2 separate regions of the Mus musculus genome follow, and region 1 is linked to region 2. Evidence: chromatin contacts called from public promoter capture Hi-C data. All regions are on one chromosome and are shown on one strand. Each heading gives the region's core, a stretch centred on a gene start, on an enhancer-like site or on the middle of the called end of the contact. The rest is flanking DNA. Distances are from core to core; before and after follow the strand shown. Region 1 holds the start of Tnf (tumor necrosis factor). Region 2 holds the start of Lsm2 (LSM2 homolog, U6 small nuclear RNA and mRNA degradation associated).

The links. Capture Hi-C pulls out chosen DNA fragments and counts their contacts.
Region 1: a promoter capture Hi-C map of adipose tissue shows a contact between it and region 2. The contact joins the promoter of Tnf here to the promoter of Lsm2 in region 2. A contact is called at or near these places in 8 of 39 promoter capture datasets (the C10 cell line, the HPC-7 cell line, cranial neural crest and 5 more), 7 of 115 datasets of contacts at active chromatin or transcription factors (the SCID.adh cell line, bone marrow-derived macrophages, double positive thymocytes and 3 more) and 3 of 9 other capture datasets (adipose tissue, liver and pancreatic islet).

What each region holds. Positions count from the first base shown.
Region 1 is chr17:35,199,372-35,204,207 of GRCm38.p6, reverse strand. Tnf (tumor necrosis factor) reads left to right here and starts at 2,201. Exons shown (of 4, transcript NM_013693.3): 1 at 2,201-2,553; 2 at 3,070-3,124; 3 at 3,303-3,350; 4 at 3,645-4,836. The coding sequence starts at 2,368. The coding sequence ends at 4,063. It overlaps Lta (lymphotoxin A), which reads left to right. Exons shown (of 4, transcript NM_010735.2): 4 at 59-1,043. The coding sequence ends at 471.
Region 2 is chr17:34,977,848-34,983,132 of GRCm38.p6, reverse strand. It overlaps Lsm2 (LSM2 homolog, U6 small nuclear RNA and mRNA degradation associated), which reads right to left and starts at 1,279. Exons shown (of 5, transcript NM_001110101.2): 1 at 1,048-1,279; 2 at 446-513. The coding sequence starts at 1,050. Hspa1l (heat shock protein 1-like) reads right to left here. Exons shown (of 2, transcript NM_013558.2): 2 at 3,905-5,285. The coding sequence ends at 4,221.

The DNA.
Region 1 (4,836 bases), core at 952-3,451, 220 kb before region 2:
CTCAGGGATGGGGACCTCTGATCTTGATAGCCCCCCAATGTCTTGTGCCTCTTCCCAGGGTACCCCAGCAAGCAGAACTCACTGCTCTGGAGAGCAAGCACGGATCGTGCCTTTCTCCGACATGGCTTCTCTTTGAGCAACAACTCCCTCCTGATCCCCACCAGTGGCCTCTACTTTGTCTACTCCCAGGTGGTTTTCTCTGGAGAAAGCTGCTCCCCCAGGGCCATTCCCACTCCCATCTACCTGGCACACGAGGTCCAGCTCTTTTCCTCCCAATACCCCTTCCATGTGCCTCTCCTCAGTGCGCAGAAGTCTGTGTATCCGGGACTTCAAGGACCGTGGGTGCGCTCAATGTACCAGGGGGCTGTGTTCCTGCTCAGTAAGGGAGACCAGCTGTCCACCCACACCGACGGCATCTCCCATCTACACTTCAGCCCCAGCAGTGTATTCTTTGGAGCCTTTGCACTGTAGATTCTAAAGAAACCCAAGAATTGGATTCCAGGCCTCCATCCTGACCGTTGTTTCAAGGGTCACATCCCCACAGTCTCCAGCCTTCCCCACTAAAATAACCTGGAGCTCTCACGGGAGTCTGAGACACTTCAGGGGACTACATCTTCCCCAGGGCCACTCCAGATGCTCAGGGGACGACTCAAGCCTACCTAGAAGTTCCTGCACAGAGCAGGGTTTTTGTGGGTCTAGGTCGGACAGAGACCTGGACATGAAGGAGGGACAGACATGGGAGAGGTGGCTGGGAACAGGGGAAGGTTGACTATTTATGGAGAGAAAAGTTAAGTTATTTATTTATAGAGAATAGAAAGAGGGGAAAAATAGAAAGCCGTCAGATGACAACTAGGTCCCAGACACAAAGGTGTCTCACCTCAGACAGGACCCATCTAAGAGAGAGATGGCGAGAGAATTAGATGTGGGTGACCAAGGGGTTCTAGAAGAAAGCACGAAGCTCTAAAAGCCAGCCACTGCTTGGCTAGACATCCACAGGGACCCCCTGCACCATCTGTGAAACCCAATAAACCTCTTTTCTCTGAGATTCTGTCTGCTTGTGTCTGTCTTGCGTTGGGGGAGAAACTTCCTGGTCTCTTTAAGGAGTGGAGCAGGGGACAGAGGCCTCAGTTGGTCCATGGGATCCGGGCAGAGCAAAGAGACATGAGGAGCAGGCAGCTCCCAGAGACATGGTGGATTCACGGGAGTGAGGCAGCTTAACTGCCGGAGGAGACCCAAAGGATGAGCTAGGGAGATCCATCCAAGGGTGGAGAGAGATGAGGGTTCTGGGGAGAAGTGACTCCACTGGAGGGTGGGAGAGTGTTTAGGAGTGGGAGGGTGGGGGAGGGGAATCCTTGGAAGACCGGGGAGTCATACGGATTGGGAGAAATCCTGGAAGCAGGGCTGTGGGACCTAAATGTCTGAGTTGATGTACCGCAGTCAAGATATGGCAGAGGCTCCGTGGAAAACTCACTTGGGAGCAGGGACCCAAAGCAGCAGCCTGAGCTCATGATCAGAGTGAAAGGAGAAGGCTTGTGAGGTCCGTGAATTCCCAGGGCTGAGTTCATTCCCTCTGGGGCTGCCCCATACTCATCCCATTACCCCCCCCACCAGCCCTCCCAAAGCCCATGCACACTTCCCAACTCTCAAGCTGCTCTGCCTTCAGCCACTTCCTCCAAGAACTCAAACAGGGGGCTTTCCCTCCTCAATATCATGTCTCCCCCCTTATGCACCCAGCTTTCAGAAGCACCCCCCCATGCTAAGTTCTCCCCCATGGATGTCCCATTTAGAAATCAAAAGGAAATAGACACAGGCATGGTCTTTCTACAAAGAAACAGACAATGATTAGCTCTGGAGGACAGAGAAGAAATGGGTTTCAGTTCTCAGGGTCCTATACAACACACACACACACACACACACACACACACACACACACACACCCTCCTGATTGGCCCCAGATTGCCACAGAATCCTGGTGGGGACGACGGGGAGGAGATTCCTTGATGCCTGGGTGTCCCCAACTTTCCAAACCCTCTGCCCCCGCGATGGAGAAGAAACCGAGACAGAGGTGTAGGGCCACTACCGCTTCCTCCACATGAGATCATGGTTTTCTCCACCAAGGAAGTTTTCCGAGGGTTGAATGAGAGCTTTTCCCCGCCCTCTTCCCCAAGGGCTATAAAGGCGGCCGTCTGCACAGCCAGCCAGCAGAAGCTCCCTCAGCGAGGACAGCAAGGGACTAGCCAGGAGGGAGAACAGAAACTCCAGAACATCTTGGAAATAGCTCCCAGAAAAGCAAGCAGCCAACCAGGCAGGTTCTGTCCCTTTCACTCACTGGCCCAAGGCGCCACATCTCCCTCCAGAAAAGACACCATGAGCACAGAAAGCATGATCCGCGACGTGGAACTGGCAGAAGAGGCACTCCCCCAAAAGATGGGGGGCTTCCAGAACTCCAGGCGGTGCCTATGTCTCAGCCTCTTCTCATTCCTGCTTGTGGCAGGGGCCACCACGCTCTTCTGTCTACTGAACTTCGGGGTGATCGGTCCCCAAAGGGATGAGGTGAGTGTCTGGGCAACCCTTATTCTCGCTCACAAGCAAAACGGGTTAGGAGGGCAAGAAGGACAGTGTGAGGGAAAGAAGTGGGCTAATGGGCAGGGCAAGGTGGAGGAGAGTGTGGAGGGGACAGAGTCAGGACCTCGGACCCATGCGTCCAGCTGACTAAACATCCTTCGTCGGATGCACAGAGAGATGAATGAACGAACAAGTGTGTTCACACGTGGAGAGATCTGGAAAGATGTGGCCAGGGGAAGAGGGGATAAGCAAGAGATAAAACTCAGAGACAGAAATGAGAGAGGCATGAGAGATAAGGAGGAAGATGAAGGGGAGATAACGGGAGATCAAGCACAGAGGGCACCGCAGAAAGAAGCCGTGGGTTGGACAGATGAATGAATGAAGAAGAAAAACACAAAGCTGGGGGGTGGGGTGGGGCAAAGAGGAACTGTAAGCGGGGCAATCAGCCGGGAGGCTTCTCCTTTGGGGTGAGTCTGTCTTAACTAACCTCCTTTTCCTACACAGAAGTTCCCAAATGGCCTCCCTCTCATCAGTTCTATGGCCCAGACCCTCACACTCAGTAAGTGTTCCCACACCTCTCTCTTAATTTAAGATGGAGGAAGGGCAGTTAGGCATGGGATGAGATGGGGTGGGGGGAGAACTTAAAGCTTTGGTTTGGGAGGAAAGGGGTCTAAGTGCATAGATGCTTGCTGGGAAGCCTAAAAGGCTCATCCTTGCCTTTGTCTCTTCCCCTCCAGGATCATCTTCTCAAAATTCGAGTGACAAGCCTGTAGCCCACGTCGTAGGTAAGATTTCTTTACATGTGCCTTGAGAATGAAGGGGCATGATTTTGGGGGGCGGGTTGAGGGGTGTCGAGCCAGGCTGAGAAAAGACAGAGCTCTTAGAGACAGCACGTGAGAGTCAGAGCAGTGACTCAAAAGCAAGGCATCAGGGGGCCACCCGGGACCTCATAGCCAATGGGATGTGGAAAGACAGAGGGTGCAGGAACCGGAAGTGAAGTGTGGGTAGCTGCTGAGGCTCAGGATGTGGAGTGTGAACTAAGAGGGTGACACTGACTCAATCCTCCCCCCCCCCCTCAGCAAACCACCAAGTGGAGGAGCAGCTGGAGTGGCTGAGCCAGCGCGCCAACGCCCTCCTGGCCAACGGCATGGATCTCAAAGACAACCAACTAGTGGTGCCAGCCGATGGGTTGTACCTTGTCTACTCCCAGGTTCTCTTCAAGGGACAAGGCTGCCCCGACTACGTGCTCCTCACCCACACCGTCAGCCGATTTGCTATCTCATACCAGGAGAAAGTCAACCTCCTCTCTGCCGTCAAGAGCCCCTGCCCCAAGGACACCCCTGAGGGGGCTGAGCTCAAACCCTGGTATGAGCCCATATACCTGGGAGGAGTCTTCCAGCTGGAGAAGGGGGACCAACTCAGCGCTGAGGTCAATCTGCCCAAGTACTTAGACTTTGCGGAGTCCGGGCAGGTCTACTTTGGAGTCATTGCTCTGTGAAGGGAATGGGTGTTCATCCATTCTCTACCCAGCCCCCACTCTGACCCCTTTACTCTGACCCCTTTATTGTCTACTCCTCAGAGCCCCCAGTCTGTATCCTTCTAACTTAGAAAGGGGATTATGGCTCAGGGTCCAACTCTGTGCTCAGAGCTTTCAACAACTACTCAGAAACACAAGATGCTGGGACAGTGACCTGGACTGTGGGCCTCTCATGCACCACCATCAAGGACTCAAATGGGCTTTCCGAATTCACTGGAGCCTCGAATGTCCATTCCTGAGTTCTGCAAAGGGAGAGTGGTCAGGTTGCCTCTGTCTCAGAATGAGGCTGGATAAGATCTCAGGCCTTCCTACCTTCAGACCTTTCCAGATTCTTCCCTGAGGTGCAATGCACAGCCTTCCTCACAGAGCCAGCCCCCCTCTATTTATATTTGCACTTATTATTTATTATTTATTTATTATTTATTTATTTGCTTATGAATGTATTTATTTGGAAGGCCGGGGTGTCCTGGAGGACCCAGTGTGGGAAGCTGTCTTCAGACAGACATGTTTTCTGTGAAAACGGAGCTGAGCTGTCCCCACCTGGCCTCTCTACCTTGTTGCCTCCTCTTTTGCTTATGTTTAAAACAAAATATTTATCTAACCCAATTGTCTTAATAACGCTGATTTGGTGACCAGGCTGTCGCTACATCACTGAACCTCTGCTCCCCACGGGAGCCGTGACTGTAATCGCCCTACGGGTCATTGAGAGAAATAAAGATCGCTTGGAAAAGAAA
Region 2 (5,285 bases), core at 30-2,529:
ATGTGACAAGAACCCATAAACATATTTCCAGTGGTACAGCATTTAAGCATTTACCCCAACTCCTGAATCGTTAAGAGCAAATGATACAGCCAGGCAAATCCTAGCACTCAGGAGACAGAGGCATGTGGATCTGTGTGTTCCAGGACAGCCAGGACTACACATACATGTTACTTAACTGTATCTCACTGTGTAACTCCGGATGGCCCTGGACATATGTAGACCAAGCTGTCCTTGAACTCACACCTCTGCGTTCAGTGTTGGGATTACAAGCATGTGTCACAATACCAGGCTCACTCTTAAACTAATCTTTTACACTTAAGACGAAAGGTATTTCTTCTGTGTTTTGCCTACCTACTCTGAAGTAACTTTGTCAACAACAACGACAAAAAGGATCAGGACACCCGGCACCCCCACCTTCCACCAACTCGCTAAAATAAGGACCTACCTCAGGTCATTCTTGAGTTCCACGACTACATCCTTGCCCACAAGAGACTTGAAAAAGGAGTAGAAGAGCTATTGGAAAAGAGGGAGGAACTATCACATGAAAAGGGACGGGGAGGAGGAGCCCGTGACAGTATTTTGAAATACTAGTCTTTGTAGCCCCTCCTAGTAGTTCTCAAAACTTCATAACCAACAACAATCCGTTAAACGGGACTCTGCAGTTCACGGAGCCACGGAGTGACAGGACCTGCGTTGCACCCCTCGACGCTAGAACCCACTCTCTGAGTCGACCACCTCCCAGCTGAGACCGCTTCCCAACCGCACCCTCACAAAGTCCTCGTCAACAGCACAGAAGTGCAAGGCTCGCTTCCCGTTCTCCCCCGGCGCCCGTGGGCTTTCTCTTGGACTTGCTAAAGGTTTCCCCCAAAACACCATCGGCTCCGAGCAGCCTCCTCACACTGGGGTGTGGGCAGTAAGGCTGTACGGAAAACCCTGGGGCCTGGCTGCCGCCCCAAGCGACCGACACGAGTGCCCGCACCCACGCCCGCACGGTTCGAACCGCCCGCCGCGAGCGGCGGCGCTCCCTTTTGACGTCACGGTACCCACCATGGTGCTGGCGCCACGCGGGGCGGCCTGGACCGCGAAGGAAGGCGCCGGGGACTGCGAGCCGGAGGCAGGGCGGGAGCCGGAGCGCGAGCCCGCGCGTGAAGCAAGACTGGATCACGCAGGCGCACGGGGAGCCGCGAAAACCTCGGCTGAATTCAGGCTCAAAGGGAGCGGGGTAGGGCAGAGCCGAGAGGACCGCCAAACCGGTAGAGGGGCGGAACTTCCTGTCCCCCCCACTTCCTCCCGAGCAGCCGCTTTCTCACAAGCGCATGCGTGGGCCGTGGCAGCTGCGCGTTGGACGTAGTTCGTCTCTTTTTCTGATGGTTGTTGAGACTTTTCTCTCTGCCGCGTGATTAGCTCGTAGTCTACGTTTTCTATGGGGAATTATTGGGAAGATTGAGAAAATTATGACTTGCGTATTCTTTAGTAAAATTTAAAATGTTGCTAAGAGCTGGACAGCGTTCGTGCCCAACTGGAATCCTGGAGTTGAGACGGGAGGATTCTGGTTTAGAGGTCAACTAAAGCTATTATAGCAAGACCCTGTGTCAGAGAATAAAATATACACCAATACACACTGGTTATGGTGTGTGTGAGTGTGAGAGAGAAACCGGAACACAAATCCTGATTCTTATCAAAGGTTCCCAGTAAGTAAGTTTCTCTCAATTTCAGTCTTTTGGGGTGCAAAGTTGACCCAGAGCGGACACATTCTAAGCAAAGCAAATGAACAACATCCCAGCTCTAATGTTATATATATATATATAATTTGGCATAGGACTCGTCTGTAAAGGACTAAACTGACTGGAACTCAGTGACAGAAATATTTTACTTTATCTTAGCTTTTTTTGTGTGTGTTTGACAGTTTTTGCCTGTATGTTATGTCTGTACTACATGAGTTCCTGGTAGAAGAGAGGGCTTCAAATGCCCTGGGCCTGGAGTTACAATGGTGAGCCTCCTTGTGGGTGCTGGCAATCAAATCTGGGTGTTCTGGAAGAGCAACAGATGCTTGTAACTGCTGATCCATCCCTGCATTACTGAAATATTTTCAACTAGATCACCGACAGATACTACTTTGGATGTTCTGGGAACAGCATTACCAGGCTTGTAACATGCTGGTTGTGAAGGAGTTCACAAGAGCTGACTGATTTAAAAAAAAAACAAAAAACTAGAAAAGCCTCAGTAGGCAAGTTCCAGAGAAGAAAGAGATGGTCTGAGATGAAAGGGCTTTGTTGTTATTTCGATTGACTTGTTTTATGTAAGTATGCTGTGGCTTTCTTCAGACATCCAGAAGAGGGCATCAGATCCCACTACAGATGATTGTGAGCCACTCTGTGCTTGCTGGAAATTGAACTTAGGACCTCTGGAAGAGCAGTCAGTGCTCTTAACTGCTGAGCCATCTCTCCAGCCCTATTGTTTTTTTTTTTTTAAATAATTACATTAAGTGGGAAGTTGCTAGGTTGTATCTTCTGTGGATATCATGTCTGGATAAATAGGGAAACACTTTCTATTCTGTCTTCTCTTCTTGAGGCTGGCTGTAGGTGCAAGGCAGTCACGGGACACAGGTGAAAATTCTGAGAGTCTAAACCTGCTGATTGCAGGGTGGAATTCTCTAGTGTAATAATCTAAATAGATTGTAGCCAGGGTTTCCTGGGGGTGGGAGTGAGGGCTGGAGCATGCATGACTGTGTAGGCCAGAGATAGATACTGCCTGTTCTTTCCACCTTATTTAATATTTTAAAATTGTATATGTGTGAGCGTTTTTCCTTGCATGTCCATCTGTGTACACATGGGCAGTGCTCCCAGACACTAGAAGAGAGTGTTGGATCCTCTAGAGTTACAGTTGTTAGCCACCACATAGGTGCTGGGAATCAAACCCTGGTCCTGTGGAAGAGCAACACGTGTTCTTAACCACTTAGTCATTTCTCTCATTTTCTGAGATAGGATCTACCATAGATCCTGGAGCTGACAGGTTCATTCAGCTAGACTGACTTGCCAGCAAGACCCTAAGATGCTTCTTCTGTCTGCCCTACCTACCCACTCCCCCAGTGCTGGCATTACCGGTGCACATCACTGTGTTCAGAGCTGGATCCAGCATGGTACCAAGCAGGATTTGTTCCCAAGTTCAGCAGAATCCTTAAGATTTGAATCGAAAACAAGCTGTCACTGGATAGAAGCAGTCAGTACATTTAGCAACTGCGTCCTTTGGGCCCAGGGTGCCTGAGAATTAGGAAATGTTTGTCTTGGCAGGTGGAGGTATCGTGATCAGAGTTCAAGGCAGACCTAGGCTATATTAGACCCTGTCTCAAAACCACAAAACAAAACAAAAAGCAAAATGGTTTTGTTGGAAATGAACTTACACAAATTCAAGTACTTTGCCCTTATCAAGTTAAACATTCACAAGGGACCCACGAATGGAAAAATGCATATCTTCCTTTCTTAATTTTCAAGGACCATTGACAGCTTACAGATACCAGGAAATAAAATGGTGTATAGAATGTTTTAGGCTAGCCTGGGCTCCAAGAAACTCTGCCGTGTGGGGCAGTGGTGGCACACGCCTTTAATCCCAGCACTTGGGAGCCAGAGGCAGGGGGATCTCTGAGTTCCAGGACAGCCAGGGCTACACAGAGAACTCCTGTCTCGAACCCCCCCCCCCAAAAAAAAAAGAAAAAGAAACTCTGCATCCATCTGAAAAATCAAAAGCTGGTCATGATGGTGCATACCTGTGATCTCGGGACTCAGGTGCAGAACAGGGGAATTGCTGCAAGTTAGGGACCAAGTTGGCCTACATAGTAAGTGTCAAGTCAGCTAGACATATACAGTAAGGCCCTGACTAAAAAAAATAAAAGATGACAGAAGTTGTTTCCTTTGGGAACAAATTTACTGAGAGACAAATAACCATCCACACAGGAAGGAGAAAGGTGGGGTGTGGATAATAAATAACAGACATCCAAATTCTTCAAATGGCTCAAAGAGGGGCCTGGTTTTCCTAAAGGTCCAGTTCAGGATCATAGATGAGAGGGTGGGGGTGTGAAAAGGTCGAGTTCGAGGCTTCTCCATCGGGATCCCAAAGGATGGTGACGTAGGCTTGAGTCCAGTCAGTTCAAGAATCATATTGATGTTTGAAGATGAATAAAATTCGCCTAGAGGCACCCTAGCACCCTGCAATTCTGGAAAAGGCTAATCTACTTCCTCGATGGTAGGGCCTGTGGCAGCCCTGCCGGGAGTATACCCTGGCGTACAGGTGGGCCCGGTGCATCCGCTCTGGTACAGTTTTGTGATGATCGGATTACACATATTTTCCAGTTCTTTTCTTTTATGATCAAACTCATCTTTCTCAGCCAGCTGGTTGGCCTCCAGCCAGGAAAGGACCTCATTGCATTTATCCAGTATTTTCTTTTTATCGGACTCGCTGATCTTGTCCTTCAGACCCTCATCACCCACAGCGCTCTTCATATTAAAGGCGTACGATTCTAAGGCATTTTTGGCAGCGATTTTCTCCCTCTGGCCCTCATCCTCCGCTTTGTAGCGCTCGGCCTCCTGCACCATGCGCTCAATCTCCTCCTTGCTCAGGCGACCCTTGTCGTTGGTGATGGTGATCTTGTTGGCCTTGCCGGTGCTCTTGTCCATGGCCGTGACGTTCAGGATACCGTTGGCGTCGATGTCGAAGGTCACCTCGATCTGTGGCACGCCCCTAGGTGCAGGAGGTATTCCAGTCAAGTCAAAGCGCCCCAGCAGGTTGTTGTCGCGCGTCATGGCTCTCTCGCCCTCGTACACCTGGATCAGCACCCCGGGCTGGTTGTCCGAGTAGGTGGTGAAGATCTGCGTCTGCTTGGTGGGGATGGTGGAGTTGCGCTTGATCAGTACAGTCATCACACCCCCAGCTGTCTCCAATCCTAGAGACAGGGGAGCTACGTCCAACAAAAGCAAATCCTGTACTTTTTCAGATTTGTCGCCCATTAAAATAGCTGCCTGGACTGCAGCTCCGTAGGCGACTGCCTCATCGGGATTGATACTCTTGTTGAGATCCCGTCCATTAAAGTAGTCCTGAAGCAGTTTTTGCACCTTTGGGATGCGGGTGGAGCCCCCTACTAGAACAATGTCATGGATTTTAGCCTTATCCATCTTGGCATCCCGAAGAGACTTTTCCACGGGCTCAAGTGTGCCTCTAAATAGGTCTGCACACAGCTCTTCAAACCGTGCTCTAGTGATGGACGTGTAGAAGTCGATGCCCTCATATAAAGA